Linked DNA regions of Gossypium hirsutum: all the other regions are linked to region 1. A link is a contact called in public Hi-C data. All regions are on one chromosome and are shown on one strand. Each heading gives the region's core, a stretch centred on a gene start, on an enhancer-like site or on the middle of the called end of the contact. The rest is flanking DNA. Distances are from core to core; before and after follow the strand shown.

What was found. Hi-C and Micro-C count contacts between places; a contact is called where the count stands out from the background.
Region 2: a contact with region 1 is called in a Hi-C map of leaf, with 2.8 times the contacts expected there. The contact joins the promoter of LOC121212447 here to the promoter of LOC107894831 in region 1. A contact is called at or near these places in 22 of 34 Hi-C or Micro-C datasets (anther, callus, hypocotyl and 4 more).
Region 3: a Hi-C map of leaf shows a contact between it and region 1, with 5 times the contacts expected there. The contact joins the promoter of LOC121212431 here to the promoter of LOC107894831 in region 1. A contact is called at or near these places in 18 of 34 Hi-C or Micro-C datasets (anther, callus, fibers and 3 more).
Region 4: a Hi-C map of leaf shows a contact between it and region 1, with 5 times the contacts expected there. The contact joins the enhancer-like site here to the promoter of LOC107894831 in region 1. A contact is called at or near these places in 10 of 34 Hi-C or Micro-C datasets (anther, callus, hypocotyl and 1 more).
Region 5: a contact with region 1 is called in a Hi-C map of leaf, with 2.4 times the contacts expected there. The contact joins the promoter of LOC121202928 here to the promoter of LOC107894831 in region 1. A contact is called at or near these places in 7 of 34 Hi-C or Micro-C datasets (leaf, petal and seedling).

Annotation. Positions count from the first base shown.
Region 1 is chrA13:88,276,095-88,279,728 of Gossypium_hirsutum_v2.1, reverse strand. LOC107894831 (22.0 kDa class IV heat shock protein) reads left to right here and starts at 1,887. Exons shown (of 1, transcript XM_016820029.2): 1 at 1,887-2,850. The coding sequence starts at 2,143. The coding sequence ends at 2,643.
Region 2 is chrA13:88,568,377-88,572,544 of Gossypium_hirsutum_v2.1, reverse strand. It overlaps LOC121212447 (nucleolar complex protein 3 homolog), which reads left to right and starts at 2,331. Exons shown (of 13, transcript XM_041085141.1): 1 at 2,331-2,664; 2 at 2,899-3,068; 3 at 3,191-3,366; 4 at 3,535-3,743; 5 at 3,859-3,961. The coding sequence starts at 2,495.
Region 3 is chrA13:87,871,795-87,875,361 of Gossypium_hirsutum_v2.1, reverse strand. LOC121212431 (vesicle transport protein GOT1) reads right to left here and starts at 1,708. Exons shown (of 7, transcript XM_041085043.1): 1 at 1,561-1,708; 2 at 1,284-1,334; 3 at 1-74. The coding sequence starts at 1,314.
Region 4 is chrA13:87,924,640-87,928,684 of Gossypium_hirsutum_v2.1, reverse strand. No RefSeq gene overlaps it. Among protein-coding and RNA genes, the nearest start is that of LOC121212431, 53 kb to the right of the region's middle. Within about 2 kb of position 2,159, at least 2 of the 9 cell types and tissues checked have an H3K27ac peak or open chromatin away from gene starts, as enhancers often do. A contact at or near this core is called in hypocotyl and leaf, where this site is marked.
Region 5 is chrA13:88,718,632-88,722,577 of Gossypium_hirsutum_v2.1, reverse strand. LOC121202928 (pre-mRNA-splicing factor ATP-dependent RNA helicase DEAH7) reads right to left here and starts at 2,399. Exons shown (of 15, transcript XM_041085144.1): 1 at 2,061-2,399; 2 at 1,317-1,538; 3 at 420-499; 4 at 78-300. The coding sequence starts at 2,064.

The DNA.
Region 1 (3,634 bases), core at 638-3,137:
TTAAAATACTTAATAATTATAAAAATTTAGAATAAAATAATAATAAAATAGTAAGAGTAGATAAATATAATATTGGGCTCATATATAATAAAAATTAGGCCTAAACCTGGAACCCAATATAATTTAAAATCGAATTGAAAGCTTGAAATTCGTAATTCCCATCATAATCCTGTTCAAAAATTCTGCTCTCGCAGTCTTCACTAAAACGGTCATAACTTGAGATCTCGAAATCAAAATCGAATGATTAGAAATGTGTTTCGAAGCTAAGAGATAGACCTTCAAATGCCATGCAGACATCTTAACCTAGAAATGTCATGATTCCATCCAAAAAGTTATCGCAAGTCTACTGATTTTTCAAACTTGAAAATTGACAACTTTTGTGATTAGAATTTAATAAATTTCACCCATTCGTGCAAGTGCATATATGATGTAGCTTTTAAGGCTTAGTGCCAATTTGATAATGAGTTGCTACTGGAGAAATGTGATATTTGAGTCAGATAATAATGTTGTAATTAATACCCTCACAGACCCTTACAAATCCCCCCGGGGGATTAAAGTTGCTGCGGATGACATTTTATCTATTATTTCTTATTGCTCCTTTGTCCATTTTAGTCACTCGTTTGGGAAATGTAATTGTGTGGCAGATTAGGTTGCAAGGAGCATGACTAGAGATAACCTACTTGGCAAGTTATAATCCCTGCAGGCATTGGAAATTTTGCTGTTATTTTCTTTTGAAAATAATTTTTTAATTAAAAATGTTATCGTAAAGATAGGATTTAAAAGTAGTAAACGAAACACGAAAAAGTGAGTGTCAGGTGAACATGTGAAAAAAATATGGGAGACAAAAAGTAAATCTTTAGATATCTAATTGTCAATTACAAAGTGAGAAGCAATGGCGACTGAGGGTAGTAACTATTCATAATGTCTATTAGAGTATAGACTCTGTTAGTCTGTTACTAATTTGTTATACTCGTATGACTGACTGTTATGACTAACTGTTGCTAACCACTTACTAACAATATTCCAGCCTGTATAACAAATTAGTAACAGACTAACAGGATTTATAATCTAATAATGTCTGTCAATGCTTCATGCTGCCTTCTCAAGCAAACACAACATAACATTTTACTACTAAGCCAAGAACGTGTTAATCTTTCTATGGAACTGTATTGTTCTATTTTTTACAAAACCATATTTATTTGGCTCAACTTAAGTTGGAGCTATCAAGCAAAAAGATGTAAAATAATTCATTCTTTACATTAAATTGAACTTTAAAATGAAACTCATTCTTAAATTTTAAGTTGAACTTTACAGTTTACACAAATATGAAACCGCTGAATATTTTCTTGGGAAAGCCATTATTGATGTGGTGCAACCAGGCTTTGGCTAAAGCATTGCAAAGGACACCATGGTCCATGACTGATTGATGTGTTCCTTGCAGTTTTTCCAACATGTCAAAACTCTTAACCACAAAACACTGTTTGTTAAAATGTTCTAATATCCATATATGATCATTTATAGAAATAAGAAACACGTCAAGCAAAAGCCAGTATTGCAGGTTCTAGTAAGTAGTTCTTAGGCTTGTCCTCACCTTGCCTTCAAATGAATAGCAGGCAATTAGTCCCGGAAAGCATAAGGCCTTCGATGTTGATCCAAACTAGTTTTAATGCTAAGCCCACAGAAAGCTTGCCTTATGATAATCCAAACTTGGGACCTATCTTCCCTCCAGTCCAAAAGGAAGGGCTATATCTTTTTGCTAAAACCATATAATATAATAATACAAACAAAAGAAATATTAAATCCGACTAGACTAGGGCTGTGGAGGAAACTTGGAATAGATCCAATAGACAAAGGTAATTAGACATGAAAGACTCTAGAACCTAGCCTATCGGCTGCTCTTTTTTCGATTCGCACTGTGCTGCTGAGTTTAGTTATCGCTAGAATCTTCCCAGCTTCTTACAAATTAATTACATTATCAGAAATTTCAAGAATTTCACTACTTTTATCCACATATAAATATCCCCTCAAATCTTCTTACAATGGCAATAGAATTTAACATTGAAGTAGCGTTCCCTTTAAGTCACTAGTTCCAGACTTCCAATTCAAGAAATCTAGTTCACTCTTACTCAGCATATATACACAATGAGGCTCTTGCTGTTGCTCTTGGCGTGTTATGTTGGCCTATGCAATGGATCGAGTTTGCTGCCATTCATGGATCCAGGGAGTGGCAGTCTGTTATTGCCTGATCCGTCCCGAGTGTTAGAGCAAATCCCACTTACCCTGGAGAGGGACGAGAGCTTGGCACTGTCTCCAGCCAGGGTGGACTGGAAGGCAACAGCGGAGGGGCATAGGATAATGTTGGATGTGCCGGGGTTGAAGAAGGAAGAGCTGAAGATCGAAGTGGAAGAGAACCGTGTGCTGAGGGTGAGCGGGGAAAGGAAGAGAGAGGAAGAGAAGAAGGGCGATCATTGGCACAGGGTAGAACGCTCCTATGGCAAGTTTTGGAGACAATTTAGGCTGCCTGAGAACGTAGACTTGGACACTGTAAAGGCTAAGCTTGAAAATGGGGTGCTTACTTTGTCATTGGCCAAGTTGTCTCCCGATAAGATTAAGGGTCCGAGGGTTGTCCACATTGCTTGGTGAGGCTAACTAAGCACCCAAGCTTCAGGGTAAGGATGCCAAGCAGGGGCTTTAGACCCATCCTTGAATTGTTTTTCATGGCTTTCAAAACTTTTTCCAGCCTGTTTATGTAGATGAATATATATGAGAAAATAATTACTAAAATTGAATAAAAATATTATCAAAATTATAATGTAACGTAATGCAATGTAAGATATTGGTGTACCTAAAATTTGATTTTCACGATGCTATTATGTTTTCCTAACGAATCATCTTTGTCTGCTCCTCTCTCTCAAGGTTTGTTTTGTTAAATGTGTTTAAAGATATTTCAACCTCGATATGCTACACGAAGGCAGAATCATTTTCATTTATATAATTTATAATATTAACTTTCAGAAATTTAAAAATTAATTTATTTATTTGAGGATGTGCTTGGATAGGAGATTTAAAAAATAAAATTTATTTATACTTAAGTTTTAAAAATTTTAAAAAAGAATTTATTTATTTAGATAAATATAAGAGAGAATTTTAAAATTTGTGAGGAATTGAAGAGATTTGAGTAGTTTAATTTTTTTAAAATTTTATTCAAAGTGTTTTTTTTAATTTCTCATGATTTTAATTTATTTAAAGCACACAATTTCATTATAAAATAAAGAATTTAAATTTCAAAAATTAATTTTATTTATTACAATATATTTTTTATTTTATTAAAGATATTTATAATTTTTTACAAATTTAATAAATCCATATTATGCTATTTATTTTTAATATTATTTTTATATTGATAAAGTTTCAATAATTTAATTTTTTATAAAATAATTATTTATCCAAACAAAACAATTACAATTCAAAAATTTTAAAATGTTAGCTTTTTAAAATATCTAAAATTTTAAAATTTTACGATTGAAATTTGAAGAGGAAAAAATTGAATTCATATAAATTCTAAATTTTTTTTCTTATGTATATTTAAACAAATAAATTCACTCTTGAAAATTAAAAATTTAGATAAAATTTA
Region 2 (4,168 bases), core at 1,082-3,581, 290 kb before region 1:
ACCTTATCTCACAAAATTCATTATATCTCATAATTTACAACTCAATTGCTTATACTGTTTCTTCTATAAAAAACTAGACTCAATAAGCTTTAATTACATATTTTATTCATCCTCTAATTCAATTTCTACAATTTTTGGTGATTTTTCAAACATAGACTACTGCTGCTGTCCAAAATAGTCTTAGTACAAAATATTGATTTACTTTAATTTCAATTTAATCCTAACTAAATTCACTTACTTTTCTATCTTAATTCATACTTTATTTCTACTCAATTTTTTAACCAAACTTAGGCATAATTATCTATTTTTCATCATAAAACCATAATTTCGAAATTCTTTCAATTTAGTCCTTAAAGCATAAAACTTATGAATCACTTTACAATTCAATCCTTGTATCATTTTTAACTTGAATTTCTATCAATTTAGCCCTTAATTCATCATTTTATTTAACATGGACAATATCTAGAAATCTAATAACTATCAAAATATCAACTTAATTTCATCAAAACTTTGTTCTAAAACTTCTAAAACATCAAAATTAAGTAAAAAGGGCTTGATTGACTTACCTATTAAAGCTTAAAGCTTCAAACCTTAAATTTTCTCTTTTCTCCCTTTCTTTCTTTCTTTTTCTCCCCTGCTCTCTTTTTCGTTTCATTCTTTTTCTATTTCCTTTCTTTTGTTTCTTTAGTTTATATAATATAATATAATATAATATAATATAATTAAAACATAAAATATCTTTATTATATAATAATATAATAATATAATAATATACTAAACATAAAAAAAATCTTAGATTTTCTTCACGGTACACCGCCTCAATTTATACTTTTTGTATAATTTCCTTTTTAGTCCTTTTTATTTTCTTTTAATCTATAATTCAACTTTTACCCCTTATTCAATTTAGTCTTTTTTCTTAATTACTCTTAATTAAATTAAATTCACTTAATTAAACTCTAATTAACTACTCATTTTACTTCGTAAATATTTTTAATAAATATTTACGAATCCATTTTTTAGAAACGGAGACCCGAAAATATACTTTTTCGGTAACGGTAAAATTCGGGTCATTACAGTATCACACTACAAAACTGCCATGAAATTGTTGATAATAGTATTATTAAGTCTATAAAATGACCACACCTTAGATTGTTGAAAATGGTAAATTTTTTATGGAAAATTTGAAAAAGAAAATTGCATTTTTTATTTATAATTTTAATTTTTTTTTAAAATTTTCTATGATGACATATAAGATAAAATAGGACCACGTCATCAATAAAAGGCTAAGACCTTGAGGGTTATTTTACTCTGAATAGAAGAGTAAGAGTCAAATTGAGAAAAAAAAGGTAAAAGTTGAGGGTTAAATTTATTATTATATCTAATATAAATAAGCATTTAATTCACAATTTTAACTGAGGGACTATTTTGTTCATTCATTTAACATACAAGGATTATTTTGCCTATTTTTCACTAGAGGGACTAAAATGCAATCCCAAATATAAGACATTGACTGCTACAATAATTTTTACCAACAAAAATAATATAGGAAATTATGATGTAATTGTACTTTCTTAGTTAAACACATTTTGTGTTTAAACTTTAAACACAGTAAAGTAATTGAATGAAAATATAATTATAAAATAAAAATTATATTTTTTTGTAATTAAAGAAATAAAATTCTTTTCAATTGCAAAAATAAAAAATATTACCTTAATAATTAATTTTCATCCAATTAATGCAATGTCCAATCCCACCTTAAATGTAATTTATTTTCATTTTATTTTACTCATAGGTGACGTTTGGTACATTCTCATGATAATATTTTAATGCAATGTGATTTTTGGGAATATTATTACTAAAAATATAATATTACAACGTTAGTTATCTGAAGAAAGTACTAATTAAAATCCAAAAAAATTACATATGCTTTTGGTTCATTAAATTTTAATAGAATAATGTTATAATTACATATTTATTATTTTATATAAAAATTTATTAATTAAAAATTGAACTTAAAGTAAAATAATAAACTTGAGAACAGATTTATTAATTAAAAATAAAAAGGGCTTTAAACATGTAAAAAAAACTTAAAATAACATGAAAAAAAAGTTAAGAAGATAATCGAATTTAGGTCAAAAAAAAAAAAACATCAACGTTTAATCATCGAGAATGAAGAAAGCATTTTTCAAAAGCAAGTTTGACAGGAAGAGCTTTCTAAATATTGATAAATTCAGTTTATTTTCCCTAATTTATAAATTTACTTTTATATAAATATAAATATATTTACTAATAAATAAGATATCCCTTTTTTAAAAGGTTGGTTTTATTGAAGACCGAGATATTAGCTGCAAGCCCGACCCGACCAGATTGGACGTGGGCTAAAGTTTCCAAACAGGGATAAACCCTAAACCCTAGCATCCCTCTCCTTGCTGCAGATATAAATTTCGTATGTGTATCTAATTCAGAAATTAAAAATAATAATAATAAAATTGCCATGGGGAAGGGGAAGGGCAAGCAGCGGAAGCAGATAATTCTGCCCCCGGAACTCCCACCAGAAATAGCAGATGATGATATTGAAGTCTCTGACGAGGACCTTAAATTCGTGGATGAAAACAAAGACTACGCTGGCTTCGTCTCTCGCTTGGACACTCATTCTATTAACAAGTCCATTTCTTCTCTTTTTCCTCAATTTTCAAATTCGACTTCTATTTTTAGTTATAAAAATAAAATCATTTGTTATTTGTTGATTTAATTTCTGTTTTGGTTATACATGCTTTGATTTGATATTTGGATAGTGGAAATTAGTTAAAATTTAAAAACGGCATTCGACTGTGGCAACTTGAAATGGGAATTAGATATTTCCATTGAACTTTGTTTTGTGGATTGTTTTGTGGATAGGCAAGTCACTCGGGTGGAGGGTGTGAATGAAGATGCTTTGGAGGCTTTGTATGAGAAGCGACGAAGGAAGACATTGGAGCACAAAGAGAATGAGAAAAGTGTTGTTCAAGTTGATCCTGTTGATGCCCTTCCTGTCAAGAGTTTGGATGGAGAAGTCTACTACCGTACATGTATCTTATTCTTTTCTTGGAAAAAAATGGAAAAAAAAGTTATTTTACTTTCTTTCAGTGCTAAAGAAAGTGTCTTCATTTATGGAAGAGAATGAAATGGTTTATGCTGTTATATAATGCAGTTTCCCAGACAGCAGAAGTGACTGAAAATGAAGGAGACATTGATAAGAGCGTAGTTAAGCTGACGAAAGCTGAAAGGAGAGCAAAGCTTAAAAAAACTAAGAAAGAGGCCAAGAAAATGGGGAAGGAATTGGCTAAAACTGAAGAAGTGCAACCAACTCAACAAGAAGCTGCACTAGTATGTTGTTAGATTGCTCTTCTATGTATCTTTCAATTTAAACAAAAAACTATGAATATTAGATTTTACACTAATGTCTTAGACAATATTGGTGATCTTTCTTAGAGAACGTCTAGGAGTCAAATGGTCCAATATATATTCAATATTCTAAGAGTGCTTGTCTTTTAGGCAGAGGTAAAAGAAGACCTCACGGCTGAGGAAGCATTTGAAGCCAAAAAGCGTAAGCTAGCTGAGCTTGGAATGGCACTACTTGCAGACCCAGAGGCAAACATTAAGTCTCTGAAAGAGATGTTGCAATTTGCCAAAGATGGTGATCACTCAATTCTAAAGCTTGGACTGCTGTCCTTGTTGGCTGTCTTCAAAGACATTATTCCAGGGTACCTATAGTTTTTTTCCTTCTCTACTGCCCCTTAATTACTACTTTTAATTAATCTTCCTGTTCACTGCATTATATTTATATTTTTACTCAACTTTTGAATGTGCTAAATACAGCTATCGGATTAGGCTACCTACTGAAAAAGAGCTAGAAATGAAAGTTTCCAAGGAAGTTAAGAAAATGCGATTCTATGAATCAACACTTCTTTCTGCTTACAAGGTTTGAACTGCTAACTTTATATGATCAGTTCTTGAGTGGAGTTTGCATGTTGTGGGTATTCAGCAGAATTAAACAGGGTTTTCTACCATCTTTTCTTTTAGAAAGATCACCGTTATCTGAAAGCTTTCAACACGGCTTAATTGGCCTATGGATTTGTGCAACCATATTATGTGCTGATGAATATGAAAAGGTTGTAGAAGCATTGGT
Region 3 (3,567 bases), core at 459-2,958, 400 kb after region 1:
TCCCTTGTCGAAAAAGAAGATAATTCCCAAAAATGAGAAAAATATGCCAAATCCCGTTAATCCGAGCCCAATTTCTGTTTTTCATAATGTCAGATATTAGTAAAAATGAAAGTTAAACCAAATGATAAGTGCATATAAGGTTTCCCTTTTTCCGTCAAAATAATGATGACAAACGAAGTCATAAGTCCCCAATTAGCTAAGTTCATGTGAATCAAATGCTAGACAGTAGCAACGCACTCCTACTCACCTCCAATCAATATCAATGACAACAATCCATGTAACAGAACAAATAGTTGGCTCAGATCACAGGTTTAGACCTAAACTAAAAAGATTAGATTCTAGTAAAATAAGAGTTAACAAAATTGTCCATATCACATATAGCTAAGGTGTTGGTAAAAGTCTTACCACCAAATAATCTAATAAATTATTTACATATTGTAAGATATTCTGCAATACTCCTATGAAATTGCAATAACCCTAAACTGTTTCCATTAGCATTTGTATACAAAATCCACATGTAAGAGGGTTCGTCATTTTGTTCAACTTAAACAACACCATCATAAGCAACTCCAAGAAGGTGTGGTGCACACGCTTCACCAAGCATAAATGCATGCATAAATAAATTTAACAATGAGAACTACATCCTATTGAACTATCCTATATATTTGAACTTTGAATAATAAGGGGTGTACATATCAATTAGAAATCCTTCACCATCTACGCACATCAAATGTGATCAACGGAGCTCCACTAGTAAATCATTTTGGAGTTTGACTAACATCAATTTATTAGAATTACCAGTTAATATATGTTTCTTAATAAAGCAGCATAACTTACCAAACAACTCCGAATAGCTTACTAAAATATTTGTTCGGATAATAAATAATAAAAAATATTCTTTCTAAGGAAATATATTCGACTGACTTTGCCATAATAATTTAACGTCTAATATAAATTAGCACATCAAATCATTCCCAGATTGCCTCAACGTAAAATAACATGGACACTTCAAAGACTTTCCTAACTTAACAGCAGTTACAAAATTTTACCAACATGCATAATAATAAATAAAAATCCCAAGATAAACGATGAACCAAGTCCAGAGATCTGAATTTCACAAAAATTTCTAGGGATTGCACAATGCATATTTCAAGCATCAAACCTCCATCGGAAAAAAAAAGTATCACACCGAACAGAAGTTTCACAAAATCACAGATTCATAGATGCGTTAATTGAATGAAAAGAAGCACAGAAAGCACAGAAAATGGAAGATAAAAGCTCACTTTTTCGATCATTCATTTCAAAGGAAACCATTTGGCTGATTCTTCAGATACCTGTTACTTTCAAAAAGCAAAACAAATAAGAAACGGAATCATGTGAGAGAATCAGGGGAAAAAAGGAGAAAACAGAATTTAATAATTAAATACAGATCTAATAGAGTACAGACTCCACATAAAAAAGAAGAAAAACAAATCTTAAATAAAAAATCCCGCTTGTTTACAGAGAGGAAAAAGAAGTAATTTCTCGGTAATCAAACAGAGAAAGAAAAGAAACAACTACCTGAAAGTGATTGAGAAATTCAGAAATGGGAAGCGAGCGAGCGAAAGAGGGAGCCGCGAGTTAATGTAAATAAAACAAGTTGAAAAAATACTTGAGATAACAAAAATATATAAAATTTTAAAAATTTTTATTTAGCATCTCTGTTTACATGAGAAGTAACTGAAATGACATAAAACTCCTCATCATCAACTTATATTTTCCAAAAGCAGTCCATCAAAAGAGGCAATGTAAAGTTTATGTGACCACTTGTAGTAGCAGAAGCAGAAGCTTTTCCATTGCTGCATTGCTAAAAAATGCACATTCTGGTATTAAAATATTGTAACTGAATATTATATATTATATTAATTGAAATTATATAATATATTAATTTCGTTTATTGACAACCGGAATCCGAATTAACCTTAATAATCAAGATAATGAAAACTTAGAAAAAGCGTGGATTAATTCAGATTGGACCGACTTTGGGTAATTCCTAGTAAAAGTATCTCCTCCGTCTGGTGGTGGATCTTCTCAAAGTCCGCTTGATGAGTCCTTAGTTTAGAACAAGGTAGCTGCTAATGCTTCCAATCTATTAATTATGATATCATTTATAATTAACCTCTCATTGTTGAGTCCAGAAATACTCATTACTGTGTTGCTATCTGATATTACAACATCTCTCCTCTATAAAACATCTCGTGTTTTTTGTTGCTTACTCTCCTTTTTAGCTAAGCCTGTAAGGACTGATTTTCTATCAAATTAATTAATATATAGTCGTCAACACCAATCTGCATTTGCAATAAATCCAAGGAGTGAAGACCTTCTATACATCATTCATGAGAAAAGCAATAAACGATGTGTTTTTACACTGAAAAGCATTGCGGTGTCGGCGAGGGAAGCATCATCAATGGCTTTGTAGTTCCATTAAAAGAGAACCACAAGCTGTTGTTGACGAGAGTGCTTCTCCCACAGTACAACACCAGTAGCTTGCAAGTTTGCAAGTTCAGCATAAGCAGCTGGCTTATTGCATTTCTCAGTTTGTACTTGGGGAAGTGGTGGTTAGGGAGATTCTAAGATATTGGCCAGTTACTAATTGTCAAAAAGAAATTATAGTTATAGGAGAACAGGATGAGGTGGTGGAGAATATGGATCCAGATCAGGCCCCTCTGCACCCAAATAACAAGGTGTTCCAACAGTTAACACAAAATGTGAAGGCCATGGATCCAACTCTATACTACAGGTGCCTTACAGAAATGGGTCATCGGGAATCAGAAGAAATCAAGAGGAAACAGAAATAGTGACAATTTATGCACATCAATAATAAGCTCTTCCATTCAACAATATATGCATGTCTTGTTCTCATTGAACTGAAGTGCAAGGCGTCGTATTTTGTGCTGCCACTAACTTCAGCAATTAGAAAACATGAAACCTTAGTGACGACAACTAAGAAAGTGGCTATGAATTATGAGACTCGTGACATTGATGGAACAGAATGCCAAGATTCTGGCAGTGTTCAAATTTCAAAAGTTAAAAAGGAAAATGAGGGGACTGTCGGGTTTGTTGTGATGGGGCAAAAACCAAACAATTCTATGGCCAGTCCACTAACGAGCACTTTTCTTTGGGCTTACAAAAGTCGTGTTGGGTCGCAAAGTCTGTTACTAAATCCAAATTTGACTTTAATACAAGCCATGTTTGATGTTTTGGGATATTTGGGTATATCTAAGCGCCCATGTTTGTGTGGAGTGGACGAGGCTGCTACTAGAAAAGAGAAGGTTAGCAGCTCCCTTATATGAATCTTGGACTGATGAGAAGGTGGGGGCTAAGAGTGGCTCTCAGCCTCACCGGGGTTACTATTGTTGTGGGTTTGGGAATTCATACACCATTTATAATCTTTCTTTGTCAGGAGCAAATTTCTGTTACGGATTTTCTGATGATACGAAAGCTATTAGTTTATGTCTCTGGTTTGATCGATTACTTTATCATTCATTCGGTGGGTAGAGCTGGGGTCTCTCGTTACTTTGGAATAAT
Region 4 (4,045 bases), core at 910-3,409, 350 kb after region 1:
CACCATTTTTTCTGCTAAGTAGATTGCCATGTTTCTGATAATTATCTTGGCCTTCTTCCTATGGAGAGTAAGAATAAAACTAATGCATTCAAGTAGGTGTTTGCAAGCCACATCCAAGAATTCAAAGTTGGTTTAAATGGTTCTTAATATATAGCAACAAGGAAGTTTTTGTCAAATCGATCTTGTAGGCATAACCCACTTATGTAAAAAAGTGTGTTCTTACTCCCTAATTCGGTTACTAATGCTATAATTGTTGTTATTTGTAGATTTTAGTGGGTAGAGAAAAACGAAGACCATGAGTGGAGAATGTTAGCTCAAGACACAGTTAGAATGCCGAAAGGTATGAGAGCCTTAGCTTTCGATATGTATGGCTCTTTGACCTTACTCTCTTAGAAAAACAAATGTGGAGACTACTACTTCATAATAAGCATACCTTGTATTCTAACCTAAGAGAGTGGAGAAGCCTTTAGTTGTTAATTTGGACTAATATATTGTCGGCTTTGAATGCTTTGTCTGGTCTAATCTTTTGGGAGATTAATAATGGGGATCCTGCGGGAATTTGGGGAGAATAGTTGAGGTATGATAAATTTGGATGAGAGGCCATTGCCTCACAATAGGTGGCATTTATGAATGCACAAGTTAATGCTAATTTATCATTGAGGTTAAAAAGTATTTTTGAAAAATATTGTGAAAAAGTACTTTGAAAAAGTTTGACAGTTTTTATCATTGTTATCAAATAATATATTTGAAAAAATAAAATGTCTATTATAAACATGATATTGTAAAGTAAAAATTATGTATTTAAATTATATTTAATTTTATTAATATTATTACGAAACATATGAACTTAAATGATAATAAAATATTAAAATAATTTATTAAGTAATTATTTTTTGATATATGGAATGCATGGAATATATAAATTAGTTAGTATTATGAAATAATTAAGATTAAATTATGAAAAAAATTATAATTATTCAAATGTAAAGTGTTCTCATTTTCATGTGGTATTATATTATTACCACAATGCTAAATTATTATTTTAATATTAAAAAATATTCAATTTAGATTATAGTAAAAATATAATAAATTAATTTATAGTAACTCATTTAATATTGTGTTTCAACATGACGATGTAGTGATTTAGAATTATTATATAACTGGTATATACTTTATTAAGATAGGTTATAATTAATTTTTATTACGGTCTGATGAATTTATGTCATACGGATTATTGCGAAAATCTATTAGTAAATAGAAGAATTTGTCAAAATAATCAAACTCTTTGGGAGGAGACTTAGACACGCGCGAGTTCATTCCAACAACGGTAAGGATCACTTCTACAATGTCTAATGACCATGGGTGTCAGCGGTGTGGTGCTCCTAGTGAGATTATGGTGAATGCACTTAGGGATTGCCCAATGTCTCGAGAGACTTTGCAACTTGGAGATATTAATAATGATTTGTTCTTGTGTAATGTTTCCAAGTGCATTGATTGGATGGAGTGAACTTTGTGCATCATGGATCATGAAGCTTTTACGAGTTTCTTGATCTACGGTAACTTTGGAATGTGCGCAATGCGGAACTGATACTTGGCCTAGAACATCAAGGGGCTGGCAATCTGAATGTCGTATCCATAATTTGAGCAGACACCGTCTCTTGCCTCATAGACCGTGACTTGTTGGATGGAGAGTGCAAGAGGAATCAGCATTAAACATAAAATTTCACCAACTCACTCAGTTACATGTTTTCAACATTCTCATATAATGCAAATCTCATCTTCAATTTGTTTTTCTAACGCGGTAGTGAAAATGTGGTTAACAACTCCCAATCACCCCACCGACCACGAAAGGAAAAAAATCCAATGCGAAGGAATAAACTATAGGACAAAGTTGTAGGGCAAGTCTTGATAGTTCAGTGATCAGAAAAATATAGTTAATTGAGTCGGGGAAACCGTACTATGCCCCATCACGGACAGAATTGTTGAGTAATTATTAATTTGGAAAACAAAGGCAACAATTCGTTGTTTAAAAATGGCCCACAAATGTGTAAATGTTGACGTAGAAATGGTATCATTAATTAGGGGAAGTGTGGTCAGTCTTGGATAAAGTTAGGAAGAAGGTGGTGCCCTCCACTTGGGGTTATGGAGGCTGTGAAAGACTGCTCAGCAATCAGCATGCTTTTCTGGATTTTCTCACAGATATGGTTAGCAGTTCTATGACTATAAGCGTTGAAGTCAAAATGAATTCAATTCCACCACCCCCCCCCTTTTAATTGGCATATTGAATTATTTGGCCCTTTAACTTTACAAATTTTCATTTTAGTCCTCTATTTTATTTTTCTCTCTTTTAACTCTTTAACTTGCATTATTTATTAAATTATCTCAAAATGAATAGAAAAGTTAACGCTTGTTAGCTTTGCTGACGTAGCATTCATGTGTATGCTACTAAGCAATTAATTATTTTTTAAAATTTTTAAAAAATATTTTTGATATTTTTATAATTTTTAATAATATTAATGATTTTTAATTTTTTTAAAATTATAATTTATTTTTTAATTTAAAAAATTAATTAATTGCTGATGTGGCATACATATAGATGCCACATTAGCAAAATTAACAAACATTAATTTTTTTTCAATTCATTTTAGAGTGATTTGATAAATAACGCTAATTTAAAGGATAAAAAATACAAAAAAATTAAATAAAGTATTAAAATAATTTTTTTTTCTAAAGCTAGAGTGCCAAATAACTTTTAATTTTTATTTCGGTATTAAATATTTGGGATATGGAAATTTGAATGCTTCACAGGTTTTCATTAAAAAAAAGCGAAAAATTATATTTTATGCCTTCAAATATTTTCAGTATAGTTCTTATAAAATCTACAGTTGATAAGACTTTTAATTATTCAACATGTATCATTAACTTAATTTTCTCTACTTTTTTCAATCAATTAAATGAATATATTTATCTTAATTATTTTATTAATATTTTTCACTCTATGTCTGGTCATAATGGAGAAAAAACACACACTATTACAATGTTTAATACACGTTAGGCATTACTTTTTTTCTTTTTTAATTAAATGCATATATATATATTTTTACAATGATGTTTACAAATTAATTTATTTATGGGTAGATAAATATTCCGCCAATAGATTGCAACATGGATATCATATACATACTTCATTTAGATTATAAATTTTTTTATCTGGTTACTAAGATAATATGTTAAAGGGAAAAAGTTAGTGTACTAACTTAAGCAATAAATAGCCCATTATTTGTTAGGTGAATTGAAAAGAATGTAATAGTTATATATTACTTTCTTTGGTTAGAGTATTAAACAAGTAAGACATTGGTATTATCTTGGAAATGTCATTTTTCCCCAGATAAGACAAAAAACCAATAAATCATTTTTTGGTCCAATTAGATCACTTGGGAGTTTCTCGCATTTGACACGTTCAAATCCCCAAACAAGTGTAAGGAAAAAAATCATATCTCGTATTACAAATCAAATAATATTCATGTTGACAGTGTGCCTACCCAATTAGAAAAGGAAGAGGAAATTGAGCTATGATGCTTTCAGCTAGAGAGAATGAGAATTTTGGAACCAATATTTAAGTGGGAAGTCAAGAAATTTCACACAGATTATAAATTCATAATTTATATTTTCTTAAAAAAATTATAAGAGTGGAACCACAATGATATAAATTTAGATAGTGTCTATATATATGTGATAAAATTTAAATTAAAAAAATATTGATTGAAAATTCACATATAATTTACACAAAATAGATTAAAAATAGCCATAGTTATAAAAATATAAATGCATGATAAACCCAAATCAAAATTGGTTAATTTTTTTAAAACTGAATTTGAAAATTTTAAATAGATTAGCCATAGTTATAAAAATATAAATGCATGATGAACTTAAATCAAAATTGGTTATTTTTTTTAAATGCATAATAAACTTAAACTAAAATTGACTGACCTAAAAGACAACCAAATGAAGCAAGAAAAAAGAAAAGAAAGAAAAAGTTTTTAAT
Region 5 (3,946 bases), core at 1,150-3,649, 440 kb before region 1:
CAATCCAAATGCAAATGATATTAGTTCAGAGATACAGTACCCAATCATGCATCCATTCAGTTTGAAGTATCACATACCAGGTGTCCTACTTTCATATCTATTCCGGCTTCTTCTATAATCTTCACCATATCGGCCATGGGTGTCTCTTCTATCATCATAATAGTGTCTTTTTCTTGCAATCCTGTGCTCATTTCTAGAATCATCACTGGAACCTCTTCTCTCCATACCATGATCTTCTCTCTCATACCTTAAACTCCTAGAAGAGACAGTACGGGAACTCTGACTAGGTGAAGCTGGAACCTTCAATTGAAAGAATAATCAGATGCATACAAGGTTTGATATGTTTGCAGAATAATATATAGCTATATTTAAAACAAAAAGAATACCAGAATGATATTGACAGCAAGTTATACACTTACATCCGAACTCCTATGTTCTCTTGAGCGAGGAGTACCAAATGTATCATCACTTCCTCCACTGTCTAGCGTAACTCCACTTTCTGCAATATAGCAACAAAAGAAATTTAATTGAATAACAGAAGGAAAACATAAACACAGCAAGAGCATAAAAAAGAAAAGGAAAAAAATGTCCTCCAGACACAAGGGGCATCAGGGCTTGTTAAAACAAGGGATTACTAGTGAAAAAGGTATATACTATCAGAATCACCATGTTTGACCCCTGCCCCCACTAAAAATAAAAAAACAAAAAAATTCCGCCAGACCCCAACCTTTTCTTCCACACTAAAGGCAAATGACGAACACTAAACACAAGGTTAAGAAAGCGTGAGTTGAAAATCCATCTTAATTCTTAAATCTTAAATGTCAAAACTGGTCATCAGCATGCAAACGACTTGGCTGTATAACTTCCGCAATAAGTTATGCTGTCATCATACTATGCCTCAAATCAAATATATAGGTTACCCATCCACAGAGAGAAATGCATGTATAGGCATAAATAACATCATCTCCTTCTGCCAAATACATTAGACAGTTTGTGGAGAGGAGAGACCAAAAAACAATCATTAATTGTAAGAACAGATTACGCCTGGCCTATATGCTTCTATGCCACCTTAACTAGAAACTATTTCACAGGATTGATTGCCAAATACTCAAGCATGCACTTAAACATCAAGTTTTGAACCAAAAAAATTGGAGCCAAGGGAATAGGAACAATAAATCTTCTCATTATCAGCATATGATGATTTAGTTATGTTGCTGCTTACTATAAAAGTTTTACATTTAAAAAAGAAAAAACGGTTTCTTAATTAAAAACCATTACTAAGCTTATTAAAGACAAAATAAAAATAAAAAGCTTACCAGAATTAGTTGTTTCACTAGCTGTCTTATCACGATAGCGTCTGTTAGTGTGGCTTCGGCTGCCATTTGTAACAGTACTCCTAGTTTCTTCAACTCCAGAAGATTCAAACCCCTCATCCACATCAACAGATGCCGCAATGCAGGTTATTTTTTCTTTTGGAACCTTGAATCCATCATCAACTTTAGGATTTCCTTGCTTCTCTCTAGCACCAACGTCCAAACCTAATAACTTAAAAAAATTCAATCAACAAACAGAAGGCGAATTGGAGGCAGAAATACCTTAAAGAAACATTCAACTGCATGCTGTAATGGTATCCATAGGAAGAAGAAAACGGTAAGGTATTACAGATAATTTAAAATGTAAAAGTGCCAAGCAAATTTGGGCAACAGAACTAAAATGTCATTACTTTTTTTTTCTCTTTTTTTAGACAAAGAGAGAATTGAATAGAATCATGGGTCATGGTAAGATATCAGAGAAAACAGAGCGGTGAAAGTACTCTCAAGAACAAAACCATCAGAACAGACCGTACACGGAGGAGCAATTATTACTATGAAAGCTGAATAAGAGCACAAAAAACACTACTTTAAAGACAGTTTGCTATCCAAAGTCACAGAAAACATAGCTAAGTAGAAGAAAACCAAAAGAATCAGGTCATCTAAAAATTTCACCCCCAAACCCTAAATTGATACTTGCACATGAACAAGATTTTGAAAGTGAAGCGGCAAGACTACTAGCAAACTTACTCATAGTTAATCTATACAATAAGGTTGAGATGAATGATATATCCTTCGTTTCCCGAACTCAGCAATTTGGGATGCAGTACCCAACACGATCCGACAGGGATTCCAACACGGGATACGGGTCAGATCCGGAAAAAAACAGCGGACACGGCGGTGTGGGAGAACTGAGATGAGAAGAGAAGAAAAGGAACAAAAAAAAATTGATTTGCCGAGACGAGATGGAGATGGACGATGGTAGGATGAAGATGACGATAGAAGAAGGGAAAAGACTTTAAATAATTGAAAAAAAGAACTTCCCGTGTAATGAATGCAGTACCCTATATTTGTATTTGGTTTAAATATGTGAGAGGTGCCTATACTCTTTTGAAATTTAAAAGGACGTCTCTACATTTTAGTTTTGAGATATTAAATTTTTTATTTTTTTAATTTAAAAAACTTTATTTCTTTATCTAATTTTGCGGTTAAATTATTAATGTAGCAATTAAAAAATGGTAAAATAATTTTGTAGTCTTCAAAGTTTATAATTTTTATTAATTTGGTTTTATAATTTTTACTAATTTAGTCGTTATTTTTTAAAAGTATATAAATATTATAAAAAAATTTTAAAGTTCAAAAAAATTAAAATCTTTTAAAATTCATTTTAAAATTTTATATCATGAAGAATATAAAAATTTTCAAAATTTAGAAAAATATATATTATTTACTCTTTAAATAATAATTAGAAATGTTCACTAGTAGTAGAACCCACCTAGCCCAAAATAGGGTTAGGCTTAGATTTATATTTTTTAACCTTAGGCTAGCCGAACTCAGCTTGTTTTACCATTTAAAATAATAAAAATGTAAACAAGTTATATTGATATTTTTTTAATAATTAAATTTAAATATAATTTTTTTATTGTTTTTAAACAATGAAATGAGTGATTCAAGTAAAGCGAGCTTGAAGTTGGAAAAGTTTTTGAAATTAGGCATTGGCATAACCTGGTCTGGCTTGGCCCACTAATATTTTTAATGGTAATAAAACTTTTGCAAAGTTTGAGCTATTCAATCAATTCTTATTCGATCACGGCGAGGGGCAAGGCAAAATAGAAAAACTCACATTGGGTTTAAGCATATTCAGGCTTGAACTGATACTTCCAACACGTCAAGGTGACACTCTACCGCTGAGTTATCTCCTTTTCCCACCCTCATCAAGAAATAGAACTGACTAATCCTAAGCCAAAGGATTAGGTAACTCAACAATGCTACTACTATTGAACAACTTGGCACAACTGGGGTATCCTAGATGTAATACCTCCTACCAGTATTCATTGCCAGAATAGGGTATGAGGCATTGCCGGAGTTTACAAATTAATTTTTTTACTCAATATAGCCCCTTTATAAATATTTAACCTTCCCTGCAATATTAAACCGAGACTAATCCACATCAACCAATCCAATTCAACATATTTTCAAGATAGATTCATGCATTTTTATAAGATAACCTCATCACATACCAAAACCAAGATTTGTTAGCCATACCAATAGCTGACCTTACATTCATATCACATTAACATTTACTTTATTAGCTTATACATGCCATTGATTTCCAAAATAAAGTTTCTTGATATACCAAAATCTTGAAGTTGATAGTGTGATGTGTCTCCGACCAAGTCCGACCTCCGAGCTCTTAACACTACAAAACAGGGAAAAAGGAAATAGGGTAAGCACTTTGTGCTTAATAAGCTCATGTAACAAGAATTATACTTACCTAATATTTTCAATACAGTGAAATAAACATTCATATATCCATTCAATGCATTATTACCCTAACATGCACAAACTCAACATTCAAGTTAGTACAATGATTTCCATGTGTCAATAATATATATACCATGATTGATGAGCTCATC